Linked DNA regions of Sus scrofa: region 1 is linked to region 2. The links are chromatin contacts, called in public Hi-C maps. All regions are on one chromosome and are shown on one strand. The core of a region is the stretch at or near the end of the contact, and the rest is flanking DNA. Distances in the headings are between cores, read along the strand shown.

Region 1 (4,552 bases), core at 406-2,905, 140 kb after region 2:
TAAGTAAATTACTCTTGTTTTGCTTAATCTATTTTTATTTCTTGCTTATTTTTTGGGGGGGGGTCTATTTATAGACCCTGTTCTGGGGATGAACCCCTCCCTCTTTTTGTTTTTGGTAAAACCCCCAAATGATCTTCTTCTTTCCTTTCTCTTTCCTTTTGATATTTTTGCTAACCTGATGGGTCTGGCTGTATTGCCTCAGAACCTGGTGAAGTTTGAAAAGGAACACACACAGACAAATCTCTCTTCGGGATGAGCATCTTAAATAAATTTGCTACTAAGGAAATTAAGATCCCCACGGACGCGACTGTCTCTGCCTTTTGCTTTCGTCTCAGCGCTCCACTCACGAGACAAAGTCATCATTGCGGAGTTCCCGTGGTGGCGCAGTGGTTAACGAATCCGACTAGGAACCATGAGGTTGCGGGTTCGGTCCCTGTCCTTTCTCCGTGGGTGAACGATCCGGCGTTGCCGAGCTGTGGTGTAGGTTGAAGTCATCATTGCCAGTCACTGCTCTGGATCCGAGGAACCATCAAGTGTGGGCTCTTCTTTGGCTCATTCTTCAAAATTCCGAAGAAAAGGAGCCCCACCTGCCACCCCGCCCCGTCCACCCCCCCTCCCCCCGCTCCTCCCCAGCAATAGACCTTAGAGCTCATTAATTCATTAATTCCTCGTGCTGAGAAAGCACAGAGAACTCTGGTTTCTGGACACGCGGTCCTCCCTGACGTGGGAGAAGCCAGCCTTCCTCCTCCTCTCTGGGGAGGTGAAAGGAAATTGGATTCTGAGTGTCTGGGTTGGCGGCACTTGTTCGCTTTCTGTCTTGTCCTCAAACCACGGGATGAGAGCGTCTCTGCCTGTCCCTGCGGCCACAGCAGGGCAGTTGCTCTGTTAGACGGTACATGCCTGCAGGATGCATTCATTCACTAAATGGCTACTGAGCACTCACTAGGTGCTGGGTGCTGCCATAGGCTCCAGGGAGAAGTGACGAATGAAGGTCAACTGGCTCTTGGCTTCAAGGAATGGGACACACATGTGGGTCACTCGGGTCTCTCGGGGGAGGGGGCGTATCCATTGCTAACCACACGCATTATAATATTTTGGGAGGTGGAAGCAATTCTACAGGACCACGTGGGCCCAAGTCAAGGGCCCAGGTTCTGAATTCAGCTCTGGGAGTGAGTGGGTCCCTCCTTTGTAAAATGGGGACCATGCCAGCTGCTCTCTGGGGCACACACCAGCGGAGGCAGTTTCATGAAGACTCTGCCCTTTACCCACCCCTCCCACTGCACTCGGAAGACATCTGCATTCCTGGAGGGGATCCACTGCGTGGGTTTCGGGCAGGCCAAGGGGGCCCCTGGGCTCGGGCTCAGAGCCCCAGCTCAGCAGGAGCACGGCCGGGGACCTATCTGCTTGGGGCAGAGCTCAGCCAGGCCCAGGAAGAACAGCCAGGCATCGGCAGGCTACCCATCACAGCCACCTCTGGAAGCCTCAGCATCTACAGGGCCGTCCCCGCAAGGCTCCCCTATCCTCAGGCCTGGGGGCGGGGAGGGGGACCAGGCTTGGGTGTCATCGACCTCCGGCCAGAGGGAAAAAGGGAGGGAGGTGCTCCCGGCCACACGGAGACTGGAGCCAGATCTAAGATTAGAACGGGTAGGTTTCTGACTCCGAGGTACACAGCCAAGCCCCAAAGGCATGCTGATTCTTGGCAAAGCCCTTTCCACATTCCTCTAACTCTGATCCCCCCCTAGTTTGTCTCTGGAAATATTGTAGCTGTCATAATCTTTGTTCTAATAAAATACTCATCTGACGATCTATTAGTAAGGCATATTGTTGACAGGAAATGTGCATTTGCCATATTTCCCATTATATTGTCTATTTCCTGCCTCATTTTTCTTGGGAGGGCAGGAGTCACGGGAGATAATAGCATATTGACAGAAAGAGAAAGCAAGGCAAAGAGATCGTTGAAAGTGGGGGGAATTGAGCTCTATTTGGCTGCAAAGCTTTCCAGCAGGATCTCCACCCTCATTTCCTGCTCAAAAAACGGCAGCCTCTGCTCCTTCCTCCTCCACCTCGCAAACCAATCATCTCCTGGTCCTGGAGGCTGACTCCCTCGGCATCTTTATTTTTATTTTTTTTCTTTTTAGGGCTGCCCCTGGGCATAGGGAAGTTCCGAGGCCAGGGACTGAATAGGAGCCGCAGCTGCCAGCCTACACCGGAGACACAGCCATGCCAGATCCGAGCCACAGCTGGCAACAATGCTGGATCCTTAACCCACTGCACAAGGCCAGGGATCGAACCCGCAGCCTCATGGATACGAGTCAGGTTCTTAACCCACCGAGCCACAGTGGGAACTCCTCCCTGAGCATCTGATGGAGGCCCAGCCTCCTGTTTTGGGGGGCTGGGGTCGGGGGAAACGCTTTAAGAATCCAGAAGAGGATGTGAAATGAACTCTTTCCCTTGCATCACCCTCAAAAGGGCTTCCTGGGGGCTGGTGGCACATGGAACCAGAAAGAACTTTGTTTTCTAGAAACTTCTTGCCTACACCCTTTTCTCTTTTGCTTATCAAATTGCAAAGAGTGCATCACCAGGAAAAGACCCCACTTACTGCAAAGGCCAGTGCGATGCCTGGAAACTGCTCTGCGGGGCCCTTCTGGAGGCCCCAGCCCTGTGGGTGGATGGCTGGGGTTGGGTGTTCCTTTTCAGGGACCCTGCTGATGGTTCCAGCCATACTGCGCACGTAAGTGTGAGGCTCTGGTTCTGCAGGGTTCTGGACCTTGCCAGCTGTGGGTCCCCTGGTCCTCGGATTTAGTGGCTTCAGCAGCCAGGAACAGGGAGGGCGGGCCTGACTCTGGCTTCCTAAGCCTGTGCCCTTCCTCTCCGGCCCCTCCCTACTTCCCACTGCTTTTGACCCACAGCTGGGAACCGGGAGAGAGCGAGAGAAGGAAGTAAATCTAGGGTGACCAATGGGTCCCGTTTGCCTGGGTCTGTCCCAGGGGTGCAGAAACAGGACTGGGAGGCAAGAAATACAGCTACTGATGTACGTTATGGGAACTCGATTTAGGCACAAGGGACTGTGTGCCGGCTCAGGTAACCCAAAGCGGAGGTATCTTGCCTTTTTCAGGCAGGGCTGGCTGGGTGGGGACAGACAGCGGCCCGCAGCTCCAGGCTTGCAATTCCTGTGAGCACAGCGCCCCCTGTGGAAGGAGACCCTTAATTTCCTAACTTCACTTCCAGGCCTGGCCAGGCTTCTGGAACTGTCTCCCTGCCTGACTGCTCAGGCCCGGGTCCTGCATCCTGCTCTACGCAGATGGGAGGGGGTGATTCCCCAGGGACTGCTGGGTGGGTCCAGGGGACCCAGCTCATCTGTCAGGACCCTGCCTTCCCCAGGTCCTACTCAGGCTGGGCGAACCCCTCTGTACCCTCCTGGCACCCCGTGTCCCTTCTAACCATTTCCCCAGGGAATGTAATTGTTTCTCCCGCCCTGTGAGCCCTGGAGAGCCCGTGATGGGCCTTTCACTTCTCTCTCCTCCCGGGAGGGTCTGAGCTCTGAGTAGGAGGGTTGTTTGCAGCAAATGCCACGTGTCTTTGTATATTTATGTGTTTACTTTTTTTTTTTCCTGTCTTTTTAGGGCTGCACCTGCGGCATATGGAGGTTCCCCGGCTAAGGGTCGAACTTTGGCTGAAGCTGCCGGCTTACGCCACAGCCACAGCCAGAGCAACGCTGGATCCAAGCTGCACCTGCGACCTATACCACAGCTCATGGCAACACTGTATCTTTAGCCCACTGAGCGAGGCCAGGGATTGAATCTGCATGGATGGTAGTTGGGTTCGTTACTGCTGAGCGTTTATGTTTTTTCCTTCCAAAGCTGTCACTTGAAGTTGTAAATCTTGCTTTTAGGGAGTGCCACCAACTTGAGAACTCTATGGGGGTGACAGAGAAGGAAACAGAGGGATGGACTCTTCTCATGGTGCTGGGTTAGGGCTAGGGATGCAGGGGTGAGAAGGATGCCTGATCCTGCCTGCGAACCTGTGACATGTACACACCTGGACCCAAACTGGGTGCTCTGGAGCTCTCGTCTGGCTCCAGTTCCCAGGTGACCGCCCGCTGAGGTCTCAGTAGGTGTCTACCGGCCCTACCAGCTGTTCTTTTTGAGCAGGTCACACATCTGTTGTCATTTTTCTGGCCACACCCACCCCCAACCCCAGTCCAACACTGTGAAAGGTGGGGGAGTCTCTGCCTGCTTTTGAATCTGCAGAACTCAGCATGGTGCCAGGCACATAGTAGGCACTTCATGTATACAATAATCACTACTTATCAAGAATTTTAACTATGTTGTCGTGCTCTGTGCTAAGCACCTTACATACATTATTTGATTTAATATTCGCATTAACCCTATAAGGTCAGGATTTTTAAAAGAATTATTTATTTATTTTTATTTTTTGTCTTTTTGCCATTTCTTGGGCTGCTCTCAAGGCATATGGAGGTTCCCAGGCTAGGGGTTTAATTGGAGCTACAGCTGCCAGCCTACACCACAGTCACAGCAACATCAGATCCGAG
Region 2 (4,006 bases), core at 488-2,987:
GGGACCATGAAAGGGAGCCCGCACAGAGCTTCAGTTTCCTGCGAAACGTGAAAGGACAGAGGGGAGCTGACCTACCAGCCACCCTGCCAGGAGCCCAAAAGTCAGAAAAGGCCCTGGAGCGTAACTGTGGATGCAAGTGTACACACACACGTCCACACACACACACACACACACACGTCCACACACACACACACACACACACGTCCACACATGCTCCTGTGGCTTTCGGTGGTTTCTTGGAACCACGGCATTTCTGGAACATTCCAAGATTTGACAAGTTGACAAATCCAAACTGCTGGCCTCACAGATAGAGAGCCGGAGGGAGACTCAACCCCACCAGGTCCCTCTTAGCCCAGCTTTCTGCTCATTCCTACAACTCCCAGGTCAACCCAGCTGCTCTGCAGAGGTGTTAGTTATTGGGAAAAATCTGGAGCCAGCTCAAGGCACACCAGCCAGGTTGGAAAGGTGCTGCCACACTGCAGCGAGGCGCACCCCCAGCCCTGAACCCTGTCAACACGCCCGCCTCCTCCTGGGGAGCCCCCAGACCGGAAGCCAGGAACAGCCAAGGGAAGGATCAATAAAATAAAGAAAAAACTAAACTTATTAAAAAAAAAAAAAAAGAAGAAAAAAAAGTCCAGTTAGAAAGGTAGGCGGCCCTTGACACGGCTCCTCTGAAGAGGGGGACCGGTGACTCCTGCTGTCTGGTCCTGAAAGGCTGCCATGGTTTTTACAAGTGTCACTTGAAGGGCCACGGCTCCCCGAGAGCTTCGTGTGAGGCGGGCACTGCTCTAGGAGCTTTCTGAGCATGAACTCACCAACCTGTACACAGCTGGCCTGAGAACACATTCTGCTGTGCCGCATTCAATAACTAAGCCGTCTACACTGCAGAGAGCACACCCAGCACAGTCACCCATCTGAGTCACCACACCTGCTCTGGGCGAGGCTCTGGGCGAGTCCTCAGCATCCCAGGTGCTCCCCGGACAAAGGTGCTCCCCCCACGCCGGGGATTTCAGAAGGCTGAGCCTAGAGAATGCCCACGTCCTTTCGGATGGAGTCACAACCCAGCGCCCCTCTGGGAATGTGCTGGTCCCCAAGCTATACGCTGTTTTATGCAGAAAGGCCAAGATACTGACACCATCGTCCTGACTCCAGAAAAGACCCAGCCTCCGGGCAGACGATGCTCTGGTCTCTCGGACGAGGGATGGAGAGGCCACAGAAACATCCACGGGCCTGGGTCCTTCGGCGAGATCACTCCCAACCCCCACACAGGCGCTGAGAGGTGGTACCTACTGGGGTCCCATCTCCCAGGCACACGTGGCCCCCCAAGTCTGATGAGCTGTGACAGCGGCACGGATCCACATGCAGCGCCCGCAGTTCTGGAAGGGTCCCTCGGGGAGCTGTCGGGTCCTTCACGGCACTCTTGGTGTGTGAGTCTCCACTCTAGCTTTTCGTGGAAGCTGAGGCTTCCCCGCTGTGCATCCATCCGGCCCTGGGAAACGGGGTGGGCTCAGCCCCTTACTACGCCGGGGACAGACAAGGGGACAGACGAGAGACGAGCCCGAGCTCAAACAGCAGGCAGAGCGCTCTTCTTCTCAGACGGACTCAGCAAGGGTTAAAGGGAGGTTCAGAAACAAAACTTATGAAAATGGCCCCAATACAATTTGATGAGGTCAGCGAGTAGAGCAGCCTAAAGACACTTGTAAGAAAAAACATCTGTCGGGGTCGAAAGGTCGGCAGGAAGTGAGTGGGACTGGGGCGGCTCGGATTGGCCAGCCCAGCACTCCTAGAAAGAGAGAGGCACATGGCTTAACTTAGCCCAGAGAACAACAAAAACCCCCTTTCAATTGTCCTCTGACCAGCCCAGCCCCCGCCCCTGCTAAACAAGGGGCCGAGCCCCCAGCTATGACATCCAACCAGGGCCCCGCCTGGCAGTTGGCGCTTTGTTGGCTCGCTGATGGGTGACCAAGGCTGAAATATTCCTGAAGGAGCAGCAATCTCTAGGGAAGGGGGTGCTTACAACATCTCCAGCTTGACTCTTTGGTTGGAAAACAGCGTGGGTCAGTTGAATGGCCCATGTTTCAATAAATCCATCATCGCAAAAACCAAAACAAGAGGTTTCTTTGGAAAAACAGGAAGTCTTGGTACATAACATGGCTTAAAATAGGGCCAAGTTCATTTGTGGACAAAACCCCGGCCCCCAAAGCCTCTCGGCCAGCTCTGTCCAGTTCCAACGTACCCTCTAACCCTCCTCAGGACCCCCTCCTGTTCCCTCGGGTGACAGGCTGGCCTGGCCTTTGTTCCTCTGACACAGGGCACCGGCTGGGCTGGCCGGCCAGCCAGCCCGCTTCCTGTCCACAAGACCCAGGAGGAGCCGGCCTCCAGCTGGCTGGTGCAGAAACCAGGCCTGGGGCTTTTCATGAACTGGGTCCTGTTTCAGGCTTCTCACTGGACTCTCATAAAAAGCGGACGCCTTCCGGGAGCAGAGTTCTGTTTGTCGGTTACAATGACAGAGCTGGGTTACATAGAAGCTTTACAGTGGGACAAAAACTCCCCGGCTAGGACCTGACCTGAATCCCTGCACAGCAGGCAGAGGGCGTCCGGCTTCATCCACGTCTGAAAGATGGAGCCTCTTTCCTTCCAGACCAGGCAGGAGAGAAGCCAGAATTCACAGCTTCCACGCTTCCCAAAGACGCCCACTTTAAAGATCACAGGCAAGAGAAAACCTGCAAAACGTACTACAAGTTCGTCAATGGACAAAGGTATCCTCGTGCACGTCTGTGTCTGGGAGGCGCCTTGTGTGTGCATGTGCCAGCCTTCGCCAACTACAGCCAGTGCCACTCCCTTCCCACAAACCACCAAGCCCCAGACGGACGGTGCGCACACAGCATGGCGTGAGCTGTATCCTAATTTCACCCGTGTTAAAAGGTGAAGCCACACAGTGTACACAGAAAGATCACAGAATCAAGTCAGCCAGGTTCTTCGAGCATCGCCCGCCACCACCAAACTCCGCTTCCCAGGGCCTGTTGCTCTTCCAGGACCTGCAGAGCATCCCGTTACCCCCAGGGAAGGTAGACAAGTTTCTGCACATTACAGCCACCTGGAAACTACCTGCTGTGTTGCACTAAGTGACTTTTTCTACACCCAGGCTTAAGGAGAAAATGCTAGTAGTTGTTTCGGGATTCTGGCGGGGTTTGCTGCTTTCCGGAGAAGAAACGCAGCTGCTGCTCCATCAAGAGCAAGACCCACGGGCGTTCCCTGGGGGTCTAGGGGAGGACTCGCTTTCGCCGCTGCAGCCCGGGCTCCATCCTTGGTCTGGGACCTGAGGTCCCCACCAAGACTGCCCACTGCAGCCAGCAAGAAACATGCAATTTCATGTCAGAAATGAGAATTTAAAACTCAGTCTCGGGTATGTGGACAACTGTGGGGGGAAGCACAATACATGACTTTAAAAAACAAGGTGATGTAGATGAAATTTAGGTTGGACCCAAGACCTGCCACCCTCCACCCACCCAAACTCCCAGAGTCCTGGACCTCAGGGAGGGCTGTGGCCGGAGGCGGGCGTGCAGGGCCAGCGGGCCGCCCCAAGGACACCAGTGCTGGAGTGGACCCAGCCAGGAGCCCATCTTGCTGATCTCCTGCCCTCCCCCACCAGCTGGGCAGAAGCTTCCAGGGATCAGAGAATTGGCCAGCCCCTGGGCTTGCTCCTCTGGAGCCCAAGAGCTGCAGAACCAGGAAAGGGGACACCTGGGAGCCCAAGTCAGGTCTCACTTTTGCTGCTCTCCTGGGAGAGACACTTTGGATGAAGTGGGGTTCAGGATCTAAACAGGTGCTCCCAGGACTCACGAGTGAGCCACAAGGCTGTCACCCTCTGAACGTGCTCCCCTGCCTTGCACGCCCCCCCCCCCGCCTTGGGTGCCCCTCACCAGGGGCCAAAGGCCAGGAAGCCCCTTCCCCGAAGCGGAAGAGCTGCTGTACCGTGGCCACAGCAAGCCACTTACTGAAGTCC

Evidence for each region. A called contact is a pair of places that touch in the nucleus more often than the background predicts.
Region 1: a Hi-C map of skeletal muscle shows a contact between it and region 2, with 2.7 times the contacts expected there. The contact joins two enhancer-like sites. A contact is called at or near these places in 8 of 47 Hi-C or Micro-C datasets (embryonic fibroblasts, fetal heart ventricle, heart right ventricle and 4 more) and 2 of 2 datasets of contacts at active chromatin or transcription factors (alveolar macrophages and skeletal muscle).

The regions. Positions count from the first base shown.
Region 1 is chr14:134,533,101-134,537,652 of Sscrofa11.1, forward strand. No RefSeq gene overlaps it. Among named protein-coding and RNA genes, the nearest start is that of CTBP2, 47 kb to the left of the region's middle. Within about 2 kb of position 1,656, at least 14 of the 83 cell types and tissues checked have an H3K27ac peak or open chromatin away from gene starts, as enhancers often do. A contact at or near this core is called in skeletal muscle, where this site is marked.
Region 2 is chr14:134,388,079-134,392,084 of Sscrofa11.1, forward strand. The region is part of intron 2 of CTBP2 (C-terminal-binding protein 2); the gene reads right to left. Among named protein-coding and RNA genes, the nearest start is that of CTBP2, 99 kb to the right of the region's middle. Within about 2 kb of position 1,738, at least 35 of the 83 cell types and tissues checked have an H3K27ac peak or open chromatin away from gene starts, as enhancers often do. A contact at or near this core is called in skeletal muscle, where this site is marked.